Regions from separate parts of the Danio rerio genome. Here region 1 is linked to region 2. Evidence: chromatin contacts called from public HiCAR-type data. All regions are on one chromosome and are shown on one strand. Each heading gives the region's core, a stretch centred on a gene start, on an enhancer-like site or on the middle of the called end of the contact. The rest is flanking DNA. Distances are from core to core; before and after follow the strand shown.

Region 1 (3,884 bases), core at 337-2,836, 280 kb after region 2:
CAGTATAGCATAACCATATATCCCTCATAGAGTTCAGACTTTTCTATGTTTGGCTGATATGTAATGGATACAGATGGGGCCTTGCAATTCAATTTGGGCATGCTAGTGACCTGAGAACCTTTGAGGTGGGATGGGGCATCGCAAGCGATGTTGTTTTGTTCAGGAATGGAGATTGAGGATTTGAGGATCCAGTCCCTAAGCCACTCAAGGTTGCAGGAGCAGATGAAGGGGTTGTGGAAGATTTGCAGATGGGACATGGCAGCCAAAGAATCAAATGTTCCTTGCACAATAGTGGTAAACTTGTTATTGTTAATACGGATTGAACGCAGGTCTTTCAAGTTTGAAAAGGCGTTCTTAGGGATGCTGACCATCTCATTATTGTTCATCTTTAACAACTGCAAAGCACCAAGATTGGCCAAGTCCTCCCATGGAAAATGCACAATTTTGTTGTTGCTAATATCCAAATTTTTCAGCTGAATCAATGGAGCCAACGTGTCCCTCTCGACTGTGATGATTTCATTGTGAGCCAGCCAAAGAGAGGTCACCTGGGTCACGTTTACAAAAGTTTTGGATTTCAGCACTTTAATCTTGTTCGCTGAAAGACTCAGGGTGCTTGCATTGGACGGCAAACCCACAGGTACTTCCACAAGGTCTTTGTAGGCACAGTCTACGAACTGGTGGTTGTATTTATCAGAGCAGGCACACTGCTTGGGGCAACAGTGTGCATTGCCAATCAATGCAGTCCCCAGGGCAATAAGCATCAGGTATTTGGTTGCCATTTTCAGCTCCTGTGAAGGACACATGAAGGTGGGATTAGTACAAATGATTTTTGAACTATGAAATATGAATGAAACAAGAATCTTGTTAAAGTTACTTTAAACTGTTAGCTTTGTAGATTGACAAATTTATATCAAAGTTATTAAAAAAAAGCTAAATACAGTTTATATTATTTATCATGGTTTTGTTTTATAAAATTATTTCTTATTGACATATTGAAATGATTTAGAGGAAACAAAGACACCAGTAATCTCGAGACATCCTCGAGCGTCTGGCTGTGTTACCAGACCGCTGAAAAAAAGACCCGAGAACGCACCATTTGTACCCCAGTAGCTGTCCAGGGTTCTGAATCGCGTTTCATTTTGTGTTAAATCCTCGGCTTGTGAATTTCTCAAACTTCTCGTGATTTGCAGCGACTATATCCTAAATATACCCTGCAAACCATCGGGTCATTCTTCTAATTCAATATATAATTCTTAATAATATTAAAGATTAAGACAAGACCACTCTTTTACAGTTTATTTGCACTCACACCTACATTCTAGAGAAAGTGTTGCACACTTTAAAACTTAATCTTACCTGTGAAAGATTTTCCTAACACTCGCGCGGATTTCAGTCAGCACGACACTTGATGAAATATACTATTTAAAGATCAGACGTCAATTTTCACCCAAAACATCATGTAGCCATTTATATCCCGCTGGAAATCCTTGCCGTTTTGGTTAGCAGATGGAAGATGATACATTTTAGTGTCCGTGTGATGCTGAGCAGTCCAGAGGCTGTTTTCTCCTCGCGCTCGAGTTTGGACAGAATTCATTGCGCGCTCCCGCCTTCACAGTGATAGGGGAGGGATTGTGAACGCGCAGCCTCTCCCTACAATTCCGCATTGAAGCCACGGGGACTTAGCAGCCGAGATGAAGGTTATTCATAATTTAGATACAGAAGATCATTTATATCACATGACCTGTGCCCTTTGTCTTTTCGAAAGGATTTGCATTAGTGAAGTTTCGAAGTTTTACAAATAATCTTGAAAAGTGCAGAAAACAATCTCAGAATTTGTTTTTATAGAAACGTAAATCTATATAAAACAGATAAACGGAAACACTAAAACGATCCTGTATGAAAGACATATATTTACAATTGTTTATTTCCACAATAGCCTGTATATTACCAGCATCACTTCAGTTCTTATACAACCTTAACATTTTTAAAAGGACATTGAAATCATTTGTTTTCTGCTCTGAATGAGTCTGTGACCATCAAAACAAGTGAACTGAGCTGCAGAATCGATTTGCTTTTCAGTGAAAGTTGCTTCGTTTGTTGCAAGATCTTTCAAGATCAGGAGACCATCACCCTTACAAAACGCCTCGAAATGGCGTGGTAGTGTGAAAATGAACTTGGCTAAACAAACCGAATAGCCCACTGGTTATGAATTCTATACGTAGACGGATTGCGATTGGGATTTCCGAAGCTTTTTATTTGCTGCTATCTAGTGGTCATTTTAGGGGAGAGCGTAAAGTAACAGCTATTTTCTCAAAGCCGAAAACATTTGCTTTTCAAGCAATAACTGCACATTCGACATGCAAGCTTTAGTGAAGCTGTCAAATATTATGTAATTTCATCACTGTGTCCCGCGGTAATGAATCGGGTTAAAACGGCAAGATATTAGTCTGACGGTGAACAAACTTCAGGATATTTCCGACCAATCAATAAACATTCAAAATGACGGGTCTGTTTAATAAGCATATCATGCATTTACTCTGATAAACTGATAAGCAATTGCTCAAACGACATAGTTTGTTTGTTATTTTGAAATGAAAACGAAAGAAGAATTCATTGTCCCTTTTTTGGTAACTTGTTTTAACATCCTAAAATCAAAATTAGGCTATTAAAAGCTGTGATTAATAACATTTCATTGTTACAGAATGAGATGTAGCCAGGGTGAGTGACACAGAAACGTCAAAAGTACACCGCTGTTCCGTTAGAAGAACTGCCCGCTTTTTCGAATTTGACACGTCTGAACTTCTAAACAAGAACGCACTTTCGAACAATGAGAAATGGCAGAGGTTTTAGGTTTCTTTCAAGCTCCAGGTTGGAATTTTAGGGTGGACCAAGTGCCATTCCAGGTATATTATATTTGTTAAAGGTAATAAAATAATGTGTACAATTTTAAAAGTAATGTATTTATCATTTTAAACGGACTTTGTGTCATTTTAATAAAAGCAAACACACTTTTATAACTAACTTTCATTTTAGACTATTTGTACTGCAGACCATAATTATATCAGTGCTTGCTTAAGTAAGTGTGTAAGAGAGAGATATTTGCCAAGTTTTGCGAGAAAACTGCATTTTAGCCAGAAAAATAAACATGTTGCTGTTAATAAAATATATGGGTGATTCTATAATTGCAGGCACGTTAGTGTCCAAAGACATACTTTTTCAGCTTTTAAAGAACATTGTTACATTTTTGATTACTTATAAAATGTGTTTATCATTTTTATGGAACACATACGTCATACCTATACAATATTCTTTGTAAAAGTTTCTTAAATGACAAAAAATCATGATTTATTGATGTTGTAATTAGTCAGTGTTTTCCATCATGTATCATTGTGCAATCAAAATAGTTTATTTAGATTAAAAGAATAATTTCACCAAAATTTTAATTTACATTTTTATTTGTAAACTGTCAATACTGTTACCACAATTTCAAATAGAAAACTGAATATTTCATTAATCACAAACTGGACAATTTAAACATGTTTTATTCCTAATTTCATTAGTGTCATGTGGTCTTATAGCAAGAAGAATGTTTGGCTAAAAAGTTGTGAAATTGTAAATTGTTACTGTCAATTCAATAACTACCCATAAAGATTTTTCTTACTATGATTCATTGTTATTTTTAATTTTTTTTGTAAATTTTACACATTTACATCCATAACAGAGTTGACAAAAATAAAAATAAAAACTTTTAATCCCTAAAAGTCAAACATTTCATCATTTATGTTTGGCAAAAGCTGAATTATAAAAATTAAATATGCTTTCAATAAGATACTGGAAATAATTGCTGTTTTTAAAGAGTTGTATTCCTTTACTTTTTGAAATGT
Region 2 (3,743 bases), core at 564-3,063:
AATAATATTGACTTCAACTGTATATTTGGCTACCGTCTTTTTTACCTTTTGTGTGCTAAATTCACATCAAACGTTCGGTTCAGTTGAGAGTTAGCCTTTTTTTGTGGTACAGACTCTGTCCTGGTTTGAGTTTTGGGACTTTTGAGTTGAAGATACTCCTGGAGGATTTGAGAGATTGCATCATGTGAAGGGAAATCATATGAATCCATGTTTATCTGGGAAAAAAACAACAAAAGCATGCTTAATAATAACATCCAAACACAATCCAGTTGAGATATTACCCTATGTATGTCTATATCAACCAACCTAGGCTCATTTTGAAAATGTAGTCCCTTGGACTTTTCTGGAGAACGCTAAATACATCCCCAGAGGTACGTATTTTTGCATTTTTGTTTTTGCCAATCCACGAGAGGCCATTGTGTGTGCTTTTTCATATCTCAAATGTCTCTCGCGAGTGCCGTTTGAGCCCATGCTGTTCTCGCATAAACCCACCAGAGGCCGCTGTTGAATGACCGTATGTTTGACTGACTGTATAATTGACTGTGCGACCGGCCAATCGACTGACCCACTCTTCTCCTTCCTTAAACCCAACTAGTTTTACCGATTGACCCACCAACCCACTTTAATCCCTAAACCCAACCAACAATTTGCAAAACCCATTCAGAAAAAGAAAAGCCCTCGTTTGATTTTTACCACTTTTTCGGATTTTACCACATTCTCACCCTGTTGTTTACTCGTTCATTTTATTTTTTGTATTCTGTTTTTGTCTTACCTGAATTCTGGAACCGCTCCTTCCCCAGACTTGAACGCAGTCATCGTCATCGTGGTCAACTCCTCTCTGTGTCTCAAGTGCGCCGAAGTACACGACAAGCTCACTGGACAAATTGGTTGCCATGGGAAAGCCCTCGACACGAAGGTAAGCGGTCAGCCGGCAAGCGCAAAAAGGAACAGCGCCATACCGCCCCGTAGCATTCGCTTAAAACATGAAATGCAGCCATAAGTACCTCCGGCTACATAATTCGCTTTCTCTAGAAACGTCCAAGGGAAAACATTTTCAGAATGAGCCTGTGTTGATTTCAACTATACAGTTTGCAAATGCATGAAATGGCTCAGTTTAACAATTACCCTGATGAAATCAAGTGTTTGCCGAAACACGTATGTGCAGTTTTAAGGAATAGCCGTGTCAATAAAGGTATTTTAATATTTTTTCCACATTTTTCGAGTTCCTTGGACTGACATTTGCTGTTTATTCTGATGTCATCTTTGCATTTAAAATGGCATAACTGAGAAAATGACACTTAATGGCAGTTGTCATTAGCATTCATAAAATCTTCATATTTACAACATGCATTAATATAATAGAGGTGTCATGACAGTCTTATAAACGTCCACTTCAGAGAAACTGTTACCCACTTCTGTATTTTTTAAAATGTATAGCAATAAACAAACTATACTCATAATATTTGAAAATATGAGCACATTTCATTTGTTTCATTACATCAAACAGATAATGTTGATTATAATTTCTTCATGAATTCTGTATGTGAAGATCTGTTCTGAGATAGGCAGTAGGTCATTTACCTGTGCTCCTGCAGGGTCATTTTGTGGTTTCTCTGGGTTTTGCATGTGGCTGAAGGTTTCTGAGCTCCTGTCAGGCATATTAAACAGCTGAATGAAGAGAAAGCTCTGACAATGCTGGCAACCTGACGTCGGGTTTCCACAACACAGAAATCCTGCCTGGCAACTTTTATAGGCTGAACAGGAAACAAACCAATCATTCATGATATTCAAGAGCTCACAGAGACATTACTACACTGTAATCAGAATGTAAAATAATTAACAAAATACATGCAAATATTTGTCTGTAGCTTCTGGTGGTTCTGTGTTAAAGGAGCACATGAGTTTGCTGCTCTGGAGATTGATGATGTTTTCTGCTCCATGCTGAGATGAGCTTGTTCTTTATTCTTTGAGCGCAGCATGAAACCTTTTAACCTCCAAACACATTGAGCTGCTCTCCCTATGCCAAAGATCATCGCACATTCATATTATTCACATATAGTGTTCACTGTTTGGCATCAGAAAGAACAATGCTGAATAAAATAATTATTAATTAAATCAGAAGAGTCATAAAGTCTGTGTGTTTTGTTAGGTTAACATGAATATTGTGAAATTTGCTACGTATATTTATGAGATACACTGGAAAAAAAAACGTATCGTTTCATTTACTCATTTTTTAAGTTAAGTGGTTGCAAACAATTTATGGTCTGAATTTAAACAAACAAATTAAGTCAAACAAAAAAATGAACATAAAAAAAGAATTTAATTTGTTTGTTTAAATTTATTCATTCAATCATTCATTCATTCATTCAGTTTCTTTTCGGATGCCCTTCCAGCTGCAAACCATCTCTGGGATACATCAATACACACTCATTCACACTCATACACTACAGACAATTTGGCATGTCGCTGTACCGCATGTTGTTGAACTGTGGGGGAAACCGGAGCACCTGGAGAAAACCCATGCGAACGTGGGGAAAACATGCAAACTCCACACAGAAATGCCACCTGATTCAGCTGAGGCTCGAACCAGCGACCTTCCTGCTGTGAGGCGACATCACTACCTACTGCACCACCATGTCACCTGTTTGATTTCAGCCCATTTAAATCAACCCAGGCTCATTCTGAAAACGTAGGCCCGTGAACGTTTCTGGAGACGGCAAAATACACTCCGGAAGGTACGTATTTTGCAGTTTTTGTTTTCGCAAATCCACAGGAGGCCACTGTGTGCGCTTTTTCGTATCTCAAATGTCTCTCGCGAGTGCCGTTCGCACCAGAGGCCGCTGTCGAACGACCGCCAGTCTAATTGACTGAATGACTAACTGTGCGACCACACAATCATATTTATAGCATATGATAATCATAAATATAAGAATTATTAATTCATTCAGCACCACCTCCCAGAAGAGCAATGAAGTCTGTTTAAATCTATCTTTTGTTAGTTGAACGTGTATATTGTGAAACTTGCCTCATATGTTTGTAACGAGGCAACAAACACCATGTAAACATTCAGTATATGCATTTAACTGGCTTTTAAATGGGATAAGAGATTAGACTCTGATTGGCTTATAGCATATTACACCCAAAACAAACAAAAAACTTTTAGAAATACCAATTATTTTCCCCATCATTTAATAAGAAAAAGTGGACTTGGATTTTCCATGAGTGCAACTGTGTCTTTAAACCATATGCGCTTAATCATTAAAACACAATAACTTTTAATTATTGTGCACTTTGATCTTGCAAAATTTGCAGACCTTTTAGATTAACACACAGTCCAACTCTATCTAGTTGAACAAAAATACACTGAAGTCAGCAGATCTATGCTAAGCTAAAAGTGCTGACCCAGAGCAAAGTCCCTTTAAGGCAAGTCAGTTCCCTCGACAGCCATCTTTGAAATGCCTCTTGGGAGGTATGCTTGGGTATTCTGTCTGAATGGGGAAACATCAAATTTTTCAAAGTTGTTTATCAAGCTTACGATAACATTAAATATTTGGAACCCCCATAATATTAAACAACAACCATCTTATAAGTTTAGTTTCTAAATGTCAAGCTATTGCGCATGTCCACTCAAAAGAAACGAGATCACGACACCAACCTCATTTATAACTTGGTCTTGATGATGAATCTTCTTCAGAAATGACAGCAACTCTTTGTTTACAAGTCTGTGGGCGTTTGAGTAGTTG

The links. HiCAR-type assays count read pairs that join an accessible place to other places.
Region 1: a contact with region 2 is called in a HiCAR-type map of caudal fin, with 5 times the contacts expected there. The contact joins the promoter of islr2 here to the promoter of ccdc33 in region 2. A contact is called at or near these places in 2 of 4 datasets of contacts at active chromatin or transcription factors (caudal fin and embryo).

What each region holds. Positions count from the first base shown.
Region 1 is chr25:23,843,977-23,847,860 of GRCz12tu, forward strand. It overlaps islr2 (immunoglobulin superfamily containing leucine-rich repeat 2), which reads right to left and starts at 1,587. Exons shown (of 2, transcript NM_001013523.1): 1 at 1,357-1,587; 2 at 1-788. The coding sequence starts at 779.
Region 2 is chr25:23,567,522-23,571,264 of GRCz12tu, forward strand. ccdc33 (coiled-coil domain containing 33) reads right to left here and starts at 1,814. Exons shown (of 11, transcript XM_073943151.1): 1 at 1,582-1,814; 2 at 46-215. The coding sequence starts at 1,782.